Regions from separate parts of the Mus musculus genome. Here region 2 is linked to region 1. Evidence: chromatin contacts called from public HiChIP or PLAC-seq data. All regions are on one chromosome and are shown on one strand. The core of a region is the stretch at or near the end of the contact, and the rest is flanking DNA. Distances in the headings are between cores, read along the strand shown. Region 1 overlaps Metap1d (methionyl aminopeptidase type 1D (mitochondrial)). Region 2 overlaps Gm36857 (a long non-coding RNA gene).

Region 1 (5,849 bases), core at 2,140-4,639:
TTCTTTCATTTGGTGTTGTATAGTGAAGATGCATTAAGCATGAATTCAGATGGGGACTTCGGGAGATTTTTGTGTGTGCTGATATTGCTATAGGTCCAAGTTGTTTCAGAACAATCACTTGCTTGTAAAATAGTAACTTTACATAGTATATCAAGAAGGAAGGAAGGAAGGAAGGAAGGAAGGAAGGAAGGAAGGAAGGAAGGAACCCAAAGGTAGAATGCAGTTGACATTGTTATAAAATGAAAAACTAAAATTATGTTCTTATCAAATGCTTTAATACAATTTAAAAATATTCTTATCAAAGCTGTACCTTTGCTGGAAGTCCCCACATCTTCTGTTATTAGGTATTTTAACCCAAAATGACTAACACTTTAAGTAGTATTTTACATGACAGCTGTATTTATGAATAGTCTTTAAAAATTTTTTAAAAAAAATTAAAGGACTTTCTTACTATCTCATTTTTTTTAAACTCATGATGTTTTTGTATGGCCATTCTCTAAAATTGAATTCCATGTGTGATTTCTGTGAAATTGCCCTTTCTGGTTTCTATTTGTGTGCTTTAGTATAAAATTGTCCTATCACCCTCCTCTTGAGCCGAGGTGTGTGAGGTAACGGGAATGTTCCTCTGGACTACAGAGAGCTGAAAGCTGCCAGATGTTCTGGCTGGCTCGGAAGTGTGTGCTCCCTGGGTCCCAGGCCTGTGTGCAATGCTCCTACGCTACTCTGACAGCACATTTGCTTTGGTTCCTTTTTCCACTCTGGTCAGAGCCCCTCTCTCTCTCTCTCTCTCTCTCTCTCTCTCTCTCACTCAGCTGTATTTAAATGATACTACGGCATCCAGAAAATCTGGCAAAGAAAATGATATTTTGATGACATTTTTCACAGGGCTTAACTGGAATGAATTATTACATTTTAACAAGGCTCCAATAAACAGCCCCTTTATTCCTCCCTAGAAGGGTACAGTATTTCTTTGTCCAAGAAGTGGCCTGAGTGTACGTATTGTTGAACTGCGAAAAAGCTTCTTTTCTCTAAACTTCAGCTGAGAGACAATGGCTTTGCTCGGCATACACTATTTCCTTGTAACTCGGTATTTTCTGATCTGTAGTCTATATAAGATGAGCTGAGATTTCAACTTGAAGTAAATATTTTTTATCTTTTCATTGCATGCAGTGTTGTATTTCCCTATAGAAATGGATCATTTCTAAGTCACTTCCCCTGATCTGCCAAATGATAGACATCTAGTTTTTGCCAAAATCTTTGGCATTCTTCCCTTAGCTGTGGTTAAGCTAGCCTAAAAGTTACACACAGACACACACACACACACACAGACACACACACACACACCCCATAGCCCACCAACACGGGTCTCCATTAGTAAGTACAAGTGTTTATTGATCTGTATGTGTAGTATAGGTGGAGGGTGTGTCTGTTTCCCTAGAGTAGGAAGGTGCTTGTTGTTGAAGTAAAGATCCTTAGGTCCTGGTGGCAGCTACTAGTGAATAATCCTATTATCAAATTGATTTTTTTATGCTTATGGTATTTTGTTTGCTTGTCTATCTGTGTACTATGTGAGTACCTGATGCACAGGGAAGCCAGAAGAGGGTGTCAGATAGCCTGAGACTGGAGCTACAGACAGCTGTGAATCACCGTGTTGTTGCTGGGAATTGAACCCAGGTCCTCAGGAAGAGCAGCCAGTGCTCTTAACCATTGAGCAATCACTCCATCCTCAAATTTGATTTTTCTAAAGAAGCAAATTGAAGCCTTTTCCTGAATTGTTTCTGAGCTGGTCAGTGGTGTTATGCTATGTCAGTTGCTGCTCATACAGTTTTTAAAAGGAGGGAGGATGTCGCACCGAGCTAACTTCTGAGGGAGCCTTGCACAGAGTCCTGTTTGCTTTGACCTGGGAACCATTCTTGATCGTTATTATTGAACTTGGGTGCCCAGGCACCCAAGCCATCCTTTCCTCAGAAATGTTCTACATGCGACTGATTTTTTAGTTTGTCTTCTCTAGAGCCAGGGCTCCCGGGCCTGGGTGATGGCGCTGACCTCCATAGACTATTGCCTGTCTTGCCTTCATCAGGCCACTCATTGTATCAGTAATGGCAGCCAACCCTATTTTATTGTTCAGACAACTTGTCCTCACAGACGTGGTCACCTTCGAATATAAGCAGCCAGGATAAAAGTAAGTCTTTCCAATTCTGTCACTCGAAAGTTGGCATATGTCCTTTCCGTCCTATGGGATCTTCATGACTGTAGTCAATAGTTTTATCTACAAATAACTGCAAGGATGGGCCTGTGGGATGTCAGGTAGAATCCTTATTTCCTACAAGTCCTTGTAGCAGTCTCTGTTACACTCAACTCTGTGCTTTCTTTTGGACATTAGGAAAATGAGCTGTTTCTCCCCACACCTGCATACCAACTGGGCCCGTGCCCTCTTTAGAAATGTTTAACAAACACTGTAGCTTTACCATTTAGAGACCGATTCCAAGTGCTGTTAATTAGCTGCCCCCCCCCCCCGCCCCCATGATCCTTCTAGGTTTGTGAAACAGACCGCTCTTCTCTCCACAAGGGCATCTTAGCTTGAGATGCAGGAAGCGGCGGTGGATGGTGTCCATATCCATGACTTCCTGAAGTGGAGAAAAAGTGTGGACGGCATCTGGGGAAGGGGTTTCTTTACCAGCTTGTTTCCTGTAAGTTCAATTGGAAGACCTTGTCTGTGCAAATAGATTTCAAAATAGAGCCTGCCCTTTGACTGTCTCCATAATTACATGGCTCGCTCTGTATTTTATTTGGCAGCCAGAGCAGTTAACCCCTGGAAGGAGGGGGCTGATGGCATGCCCAGCTCGCCTTCCAGACATGTCCATGGGAGTGAATAAGCCACTGTTTGGCAAGGCCCAGAGCTAAAAGCACACTAAAACCGTTCCTAGCTGAGCTGAAACTCTCTGAGAACAGATTTAATCATGTTTATTATGACTGATTAAAAAACTTAACTTTGTCTTCAATGTGTGGCTTGTAGAAAGGTACTAATTGTTTTTAAAAATTGGGAGCCGGGAGAGTTCCTTAGTACTTTGATGTAAGCAGCATCTGTCAACAGGATGAATTTGCTTTTGTTTAGTTCCAAGAGCCCTTGTCCTTCAGCTTTGCCCAATCAGTATCTGCATCAGCCTGGGGCAATCCCTCAATGTTCGTGTATGTGTTTTCCCTTCAACAAATGCACAGGTTATTTCTTGTGAAATATGAGCTTCTCCTCTGCTTTATAGTTGCCTTGAAATGGGAAGGAACCCACCATTTTCCCTCACTTCCCTTTCAAACCAGTACATCCTAGTCCTAGATTGCAAAAGCATCGTAGTGAGTGACTCACGCTGTTTAATTTCTCTTTGGCAACATTTGTACGCGTTATGAAACCTTTCAAGCAGACAGTCGATGTTTTAGGTCAAGAGACTGGAGACGGAGGCCTCTGCAGTGTTCTCTTGGACTTCACGCACATGATGCTCTGTGGGGGCTCCGGCTCCTGCTTGGAGTAATTGGTTGGAGTTCATGAAAGTGCGATCTTTCTGTGGTTCTAAATCCACACTTCAATACGTATTCCTAGGGTAGGGTCTTTGCTAAGCCCACTGGAGGAAGCAACATTTTTGAACATTAAAAACCAAACCCTGTCCGATTACAGACACAAAGTAAGTTGCCTTAAAAAAAAAAAGTTGAAGTTAATGTATTATTTAAACAAATCATTTGGTTAAAATTAAAATTATCAATGGGTGGAAGAGCCACAGTTGAAAATGGATTAGTAAAACATTGTTGTTTTCTGTCTTGGTAATCATAAATCATTTAAATGTGGCAGACAGTCCTCCCTTCATCCAAAATAATTGCCTCCATTTGTAAAATCAATTAGATGTTAATATGCTATAAATAATAGTTTTGTTGCTAGACTTTGGCATTTGCTGATCATTATGAAGAAATATGTTCAACGAGATATTTTACAGGGTGTCTTTTCAATTCTATATTACTGCTGATTGACATTGTTAGCTAATGTAAAGTCATACCAGCCTACCTTATTGTGTTGTTTTCTACCCAGATGTTTGATCCTTCTGAAGGAAGCCCAAATGAGGACTGATGGCCTGCTGCTGCTGGGTGAAAGCCTGTTCTAGGAGTGTATAATGAGAAATGTAGGTGTCGGTAGCCACACTAGAGTACAATCGTACTTTGTTCAGTTTTACAAGTGCTTAAAATAATAAGCACTTTAGAGGTCCCTTTGAAAGTTCACTCAGACTTCCCCTTAAAAATACTTGTTGACCAAAACTCACATTTTCAAGGGTAAAATCAGCTTAATAAAGGGTCATTAGAAAAGATACACATAAAACCCCAGGGCACAGTGGGTGAAATGGAAGCACTTCATTATGTGGTATAGAATGCATGAGCAGATAACAATTAAAATGGACCCTGGGTAAAAGGCCAATGAATACAGGGCAGACTGTGTGCAGCGACATCAGGCGTGGAAGACACAGCCCTCCTCCAGCATGCTGAGTTCTGAAGCTCCACCTTCCAGACCCAATCTATAAAAGGAATTAAAAGGCGAAGTTTAGAAATTGATGTTACCATCAAATATGAAAATACTTAAGCACATACCTAGATTTATATCCCACATGTAAGTTTACAATACGAAGCATGCACAATGGAATCCAGAGGACACAGAGCAATTTCAGGAGACACTGAGCCCGCACAGTGTACAACTCTAATTACCACAGGGGCAAGTGGGCCTAGGTGGTGTTTAGGACGTACCAGTGGGAGCCATCAAAAGCCTCAGACCAGGGGACCCCGAGCAGCAAGGAGTTGCTTGTTGCTAACTTGATCAGGGTGTTGTTACTGCTGATTACCCAGCAGAAAAGCTGTAGGGTTTCCTGCATAGGCAGTAAACCCACACATTGTTATAGACAGTAGAATATTCACTGTTATTGAGGGTGATCATAAAAATGACTTTCAGTGTCACAAAAATTCTATCAGAGTCGAAGCTGTACTCTGAGACTTATAGGCAACTGCTTCTTGCCTGTTAATACAAGCATTCTTGCCCAAAGTGCCATCTTCCATCTCCATCATAATCAAGTCAGTAATAGTTTAAATATTCAAAATTCAGAATTCAAAAATTCTAAGTGCAAAAAGCCAAGCATGGTGGTGCACCCCTTAATCCCAGCACAGGCAGATGTCCCTGAGTTCGAGGCCAGCCTGGTCTACAGAGTGAGCTCCAGGACAGCTAGGACTTCATAGAGAAACCCTGTCTGGGAAACAGAAAAACAAAACACACACACAAAAATTAGAATATAGTAAGCATAGCTCATGATCCCCTCCCTGGCTACCTTGTTCAGGGTGACATCATTATTTTCTCGGGTACCAGGACTTAAACTTATCTATTTCATCTGTGAAAACACTTTTTTTTCCTGGTCAGTAGTGAATAGTTCATGGAATAAATACATAATGGTATTTCAATATCACGTTACTTTGTGATAACATGTATGCGGTACTTTTATTGACCTGAAAGAAAACATTTTACTTCAAATATAATGGTGGACCCTGGAAAGAAAATATTTTACTTCCACTATAAAGGTGAAAGTAGAGTTGCTTAGAATTGTTGTCAGCAGATTGACTGTGCCCAGGCTGGGCTCCCACTGTTTTTAATGTTCGCCTGTCCAGTTGCTGGGGGCAGGGGTGGGGGATGTGCTTGCGTCTTTCTGACAGTGAGCCTGTCATTTGGCAGGATGGATACATTGACCACACTGTTAACCAGAAAGGGAATGCCTCCAAAGCCTTACCCAGGCCTCCCAGTAGAGACCTGATACTTTCATAATTCACGTGTAAGT
Region 2 (5,849 bases), core at 1,416-3,915, 95 kb after region 1:
GTTGAAGATGTAGCCAGCCAGCCTCCCACTCTCCCTCCCACCCCCACAGTCTGAGGCACTTAGGTAGGCTAGGCCCATTGCTCCACACCAAGCTTCTGCTATGGTTAAAACAAACAGTCTTAATTTTACATTGTGGTCAAATATAAGTAACATGAAGTTCGCTGGTTTAGCCAGTTTGAAATGTGTTTTTCAGTGGCGTGAAGGGCATTCAGATGGGCATGGTGACACACATCCTAGTCCTACGGCTTACGATGCTGAGAAGGGAAGGTCACAAGTTTGAAACCAGCCTGGGCTACAAAGTGAGTTCCTGGAAAGCCAGAGCTACGTAGTGAGGCCCTGTCTCAAAAACAAAACAAAACAAAAAATGAAACACAAAGTATTTAATCAGCTGAAGGCCAGTTTGTCCACTACCATATTGTCTACAGTTTCTTAAAAATTTCCCACATGTTTTCTTCTCAAAATGTATGCTCTCTGTTGACCCATCTTCAGCTTCACTGATCTGTGCTTCAGAGCTCTACAGCTAGACTTCCAGGCACTTGTGAGCAGGAGAAGTTGGTGTTGGGAACAGATCTCCAGTCCTTTGCAAGAGCAGTACACACTCCTAACCACTAGGCCATCTCTCCAACTCTTGTCAACTCCTGGGCCTGCCCTAATCTGAATTGTAAGCTCCACTCATGTATTCTTCATAACATTACCTACTGCGTCATCATCTCCAGACTTCTGTGTGGCTTCCTCTGTCTTTGTTGATAGTCACTATTCTGGCAAGACAGCTTTTGAATACATTCTCTTTAGGTTTTTAACACAAAGTTTTGTTTTGTTTTTCCACTTCTTTAAAATATTCAATTTTAAAGCTAGCTATGGTGGTGCACGCCTACAATTGTAGAACTTTGTAGGTGGGGTCTGAAGTTCAAGGTTGTCCCTGCCCACACAGTGACTTGGAGAGTTCAAAGCTAGCCTGGGCTACATGAGATCCAGCCTCCCCACCCTCCAAAGCAAAGCAGAGCAGAGCAGAGCAGAGCAGAGCAGAGCAGAGCAGAGCAGAGCAGAGCAGAGCAGAGCAAAGCAAAGCAAAGCAAAGCAAAGCAAGAGTTTTCTTCTTTCTTTTAGGAGTTCTTCCAGATTCTCTCTCATAAATGCATGCCCTTGTCATGCACTAGGCCCTCTTCCCTGCTCCTCACTCTGAGAGAACTTCTCTCCCTTCCCGTCAGCTTCGAGTTTTTCTTTGGTTGTGTCTATTCTGCAGGCAAATCTGTTGAATGAGTCTCTGATGACTTTGGTTTTGAGGGTCACTCTTGTGAGGTGTTGTTGCTGTTGTTGCTTTGCTTTTGCGAGACAGGGTTTCTCTGTGTAGCCCTGGCTGTCCTAGATTCACTCGGTAGACCAGGCTGACCTCAAACTCACAGAGATCCACCTGCCCCTGCCTCCCGAGTGCAGGGATTAAAGGTGTGGGTCACCACTGCCCAGCAGGGTTGCTCTTGTCTTGGTAGCATGTGGTGCATCTCGGTCACAGTGTTCTCGATGCTTGGTGGTCTTTGAGTCTGTGTTTTCTTCTGGTACGAGAGGCCCCATGAGTACGGAGATGAGTTGTCTTTAGTGGTGAGGTGGGAAACTGTGGGGCTGGGCAGTGTGAGTCAGGAAAAAATGCTTTTATTTCTCCTGGATGAGGCCAGATTCAGGGTGTGGTTGCCTCTGGGGCTTGTTGTCTGTTCTGCTCAGTATATGTGTGTTCCTATGATGTGTGTGTGTGTGTGTGTGTTTGTATGTATATGTGTGTGTGTAAGACCACTTTTTTGTATGCTGTACTTTAGTGTCTTAGCCATCTCTGATGGTGAGTGCCTTAGAACCTTCTGTTCTGTATGCTTCCCCCCGCCCACTGCCCCACACTGTCCTTTTTTTGAATCTAGAGGTCCTTGGAGACATCCCATTATACAACTATACAACTGATCTCTCCTGCTTGTTTTGGGCTCATTCATCTGAGTACATCTGTTGTGTGTCCTTCACTGTTTCTGGCTACAGAGGTTGCCTTTCTCTATCCTTAAAAATTTTCCCTCATGTCTACAGTTGACAGTACTCTTTGCTCTGGGAGTTTTCCTTCTGTCATTTCTCTGAGGTTCTCTGTCTTCTCTGTTCTCCTATGATTTGGAGGAGGGGAGAGCAGGCTGCAGCATGTATTCAGTCTTCTTGGGAGACTTTTTTTTTCCCCCTTTCAAACTCATTTGAAGTTTTCCCATGGATGAAGAATTTAGAGAGACTACCGGTTGATAATTACAGGTGGTGGTGGTGGTGGAGGATAGCTTAGTGTTTATCCTCAGCATCTCTGCAAAAGCTGAGGGTTCCAAGCCAGAGTGTAGATTTGGACTTGACTAAAATCTAGGGTTTTTCTTTATTGCTGTTGTTATTTTTTCCCCCCTATTCACAGTCAAAGGCCACTTTGCCTCAGAACCCTGTCTCCAGTGCTGACAACCTTGTTGCTGGAGAATTTCTGGGCGGAACCCTGGATGGCACCTTCTTGGCTGGGGGCACTGTTTTAAAGCCTTGCAATTTTAGGGAGTGATCTGGGTGGGGTCACGTTCCAGCTGCACCCCATAACACTTCGCAAGCCCTGGCTGTGCCGATGGCAGCTGCTGGCTGCGGCTGGCTGCTCAGGCCCATGGAGGAAGGAAGATTTCTTGTTGAGAAATCTCTGAGTCACTGGCAGCCTCTGGCTGTGGTTTGCTCACATGTCTGTAGCCCTCTGGGGCTGATGTTTCTGTGAAATCTTTCAAGTTCATTCTTGCTCCCCTGGGCTCACCCTCTCACAAGTGCTTGCTTGCCCTGCATGCCGCAAATGGCGAGAGAACATCAACTCTCCATGGTCACTAGTACGTGATTGCTTTCCCAGGACTCCTGCGGTGATGTGTTCTTGGGTCCGTGTTTATGTGACATAACAATAAAATACTCAGTGCTTCTCTGGATCTTTCCCCCGAGGGCATCTTGAACATCCAAAGACAATAGTGCAGTAATCACCATGATTTTCAATCTGAGGTAAATGTGCTTTTTGTTAATTTTTAAGGCAATAAAATTGACTTTGAAGGTAGTACTTCAGACTTTTAAATTTTACCACAGAACAAAAGAGCTCTGTATCCCTAAAGCCTGTGTAGAAATGCACACTTCGTCTTTACTAGGGGTGTGGCTATGTGTACAGACGTCTTTCATTTCATATTCTAGTAAAGCTGGCTGCTCTAAAATTCATTTTATTTCCGCCAAGAATGTTTGATATAAAAACTAGAGGTCTTTCTTTACAGAGAAATATTCTCACAGAAAATGACTAAAGCTTGTGAGGCAAGATTAAGAATCTTAGCTCTCAGGTGTCCAGAATGGTCACTTGTAGCCAGACGCTGCACACAAAACCCCCTTTCTTACTAGGTAGTTTTTAGAAAACACTGGTACTTGGAATTTGCAGATTAGACATGGACCACAGTGATGATTGGCGCTGGGAGTCAAAAATGGAAAATGTAGAGATAGCTTAGAGATGCAGACACAGGATGCTCTTGCAGGGGACTGGAATTTCATTCTCAGGGTGCCCCTCATGCTGCCTATAATTAATTCCAACTCCACGGATAGCTGATGCCTCTACCTCATTGGGCAGCTGTACTCATAACTAAAATGGTTTAAAACAAATCTTTAAAAAGTGAGAAAACCACACATCATCCTTGGGGCATCTGGAGGGAACAGTGGGAGCCAGGCTGGACGATCAGAATGCTGAAGGCACAGGCATGTCCTTACTAAAATACCATTCAACTTAGAACGGTGAATTTGATGGTATCCAAAATACATCTCAACAAAGCTCTTTACAAATCCTGCCTGGGTACCACTATAGACCATTGAGTCAGGCTTCTGAGGTAAAACCTTAATATTAATGTTTTGTAAAAGCTCCCCAGGTGATTCGAACGTGCCGCTGGTTAGGGGCTTGCTGGTTTATAACCTTGTTTGTCTCCGTTGGACAATCCTGACATTCTGCATCTGGTTTATTATTTACGTCCTTTGTTTCCATCCACTTTACTAATGGTGGAATTTGTAGACGTTATTAATTCTGTGTTTGGGTACCCATTCCTCAACTTCCCATCCCCTCTTCTCTCATCTGCCAGTGATCATGATTCTGTGTATCCGCTTAACAGTCTACGTGAAAATCTATTATTTTAGAAACAACCGACAGAGAGGAGGTTGATGGAGAGAAGCTTGAAGGCACCGTATGCAAAGTAAGGAGAAAGAGAAGAAACACTAGCTACCTTTATTTGATCAATACATAGCCTATTCGTGTATTGAGACCTCACAAATATATATAATTAAAATTAATTTCATTAATTAGTTTAACAAAAGACAATAAAATCCTACCACTCCAGGCCCCTCCTTACCCCTAAACGAAAGAAGAGACAAAGACAGAAATGGCTGATATATCTTGATTGTTAAGCTGCAATCACAGGCATGGCCTGCGCAGACCACACAAGCGATGGTGGCCCTGTAGTGTCAGAGCATCTGGGTAGCTATCTTAGCTTGTGTTAAGTGTACCTGAGGTTCTCATAAAGATGAGGCTGGCTAATGATGAAGGCTGCCTTCTCAGAGTGTCTTCTTGGCTGTGACTGATTAGAGGCGCTCTAGACAAATGGCTGTATCAGTTATTGTTATTTTGAGGGAAACCCCAGCCTTTGCCAGTGTAGTAAGGGCTAGATGCCAGGGTAAGATGTGAGACACTCACCTTGTGTGTACTCAGACACTTGGTATTCAGGATAAGTAGCATCGTTGTGGAGTAGAGATTCTCCATGAGTATGACAGCAGCTTCTCACATCGAAGCTGGCCCTCCTAGTTGTCCAGATAAAGTTTGGCTGCTGCTCTTCATCAGAGTCAGGGATACATCCGGCTGATTCTCCAAGGAGGGCCTGACGGCAGGTCTTACACTCAGTACTTGCTATTTAAGAGGAGTAAGATGTCCTGTCTTACTTTAGTGAATGGTCCCTAAAACCCCAGGAGTGTACACTGAGACCTGCCTGGATTAATGAGAAGTCACTCTGAACTACCCACCCCGCCCAGGGTGGGCACCAGAGAGCAATGGTGGTACTCAAGGTTATTGTTTTCTTCCTTTGTTGATCCCACTTCCCCTGTGATTTATTTTTATTTTATGTTTATGAATGTTCTGCCTGCATGTATATATGTGTACCAAATATGAGTATATGTGCCTGTTGCCTGTGGAGGCCAGAACAGAGCATTAGATTTGCTGGAATGGGAGTTACAGATAAATGTGAGCTGCCTTATAGGTTCTGGGAATTGAACCTGGGTCCTCTGCAAGAGCAGCCAATGCTCTTAACCACTGAGCTGTCTCTCTAGCTCCTTTGTTGTCTTTCTGAGATAGGCTTTCATGGCATGTCTCAGGGTAGCCTGGAACGTGCTTTATAGCAACACAGGCTGCTCTTGAACTCCCAACTGCCTTCTTGTCTCAGCTTCTGAAGGCTGGGATATTACCAGTGTGGCAATTATGCCTGGCTTGTTTGTGTTTTTTAAAAGTCACCTTCTGAAAAAGATGGACATGGTGGCTATGCAACCCCAGAGCTTGGGGTGTGTGAGGAAGAAAGTCAGAGTTCAAGGCCAGCTATAAACCTCAGCTATAAAGAGGGTTCGAAACCAGCTTGAGCTGGGTTAAGACTCAGAATAAAAAAAGCAAGTAACTATGGTCTGGGCAATTAAGAGTCCTGGCTGCTCTTGCAGAACACCCGGGTTTCATTCTAGCACCCATGTGGCAGTGTACAACTGTCTGCAATTCTCCCGTTCCAGAGAATCTAATGCTTGTGGTGTACAGACATATGTTCAGGCAAAAC

The links. HiChIP or PLAC-seq counts read pairs in DNA pulled down with a chosen protein or histone mark.
Region 2: an H3K4me3 HiChIP or PLAC-seq map of bone marrow-derived macrophages shows a contact between it and region 1, with 2.6 times the contacts expected there. The contact joins two enhancer-like sites. A contact is called at or near these places in 1 of 115 datasets of contacts at active chromatin or transcription factors (bone marrow-derived macrophages) and 2 of 9 other capture datasets (adipose tissue and pancreatic islet).

What each region holds. Positions count from the first base shown.
Region 1 is chr2:71,496,707-71,502,555 of GRCm38.p6, forward strand. All of the region lies in intron 1 of Metap1d (methionyl aminopeptidase type 1D (mitochondrial)), which reads left to right. Among named protein-coding and RNA genes, the nearest start is that of Dlx1, 30 kb to the right of the region's middle. Within about 2 kb of position 3,390, at least 60 of the 459 cell types and tissues checked have an H3K27ac peak or open chromatin away from gene starts, as enhancers often do. A contact at or near this core is called in bone marrow-derived macrophages, where this site is marked.
Region 2 is chr2:71,592,021-71,597,869 of GRCm38.p6, forward strand. The region is part of intron 1 of Gm36857 (a long non-coding RNA gene); the gene reads left to right. Among named protein-coding and RNA genes, the nearest start is that of Gm36857, 3.6 kb to the left of the region's middle. Within about 2 kb of position 2,666, at least 76 of the 459 cell types and tissues checked have an H3K27ac peak or open chromatin away from gene starts, as enhancers often do. A contact at or near this core is called in bone marrow-derived macrophages, where this site is marked.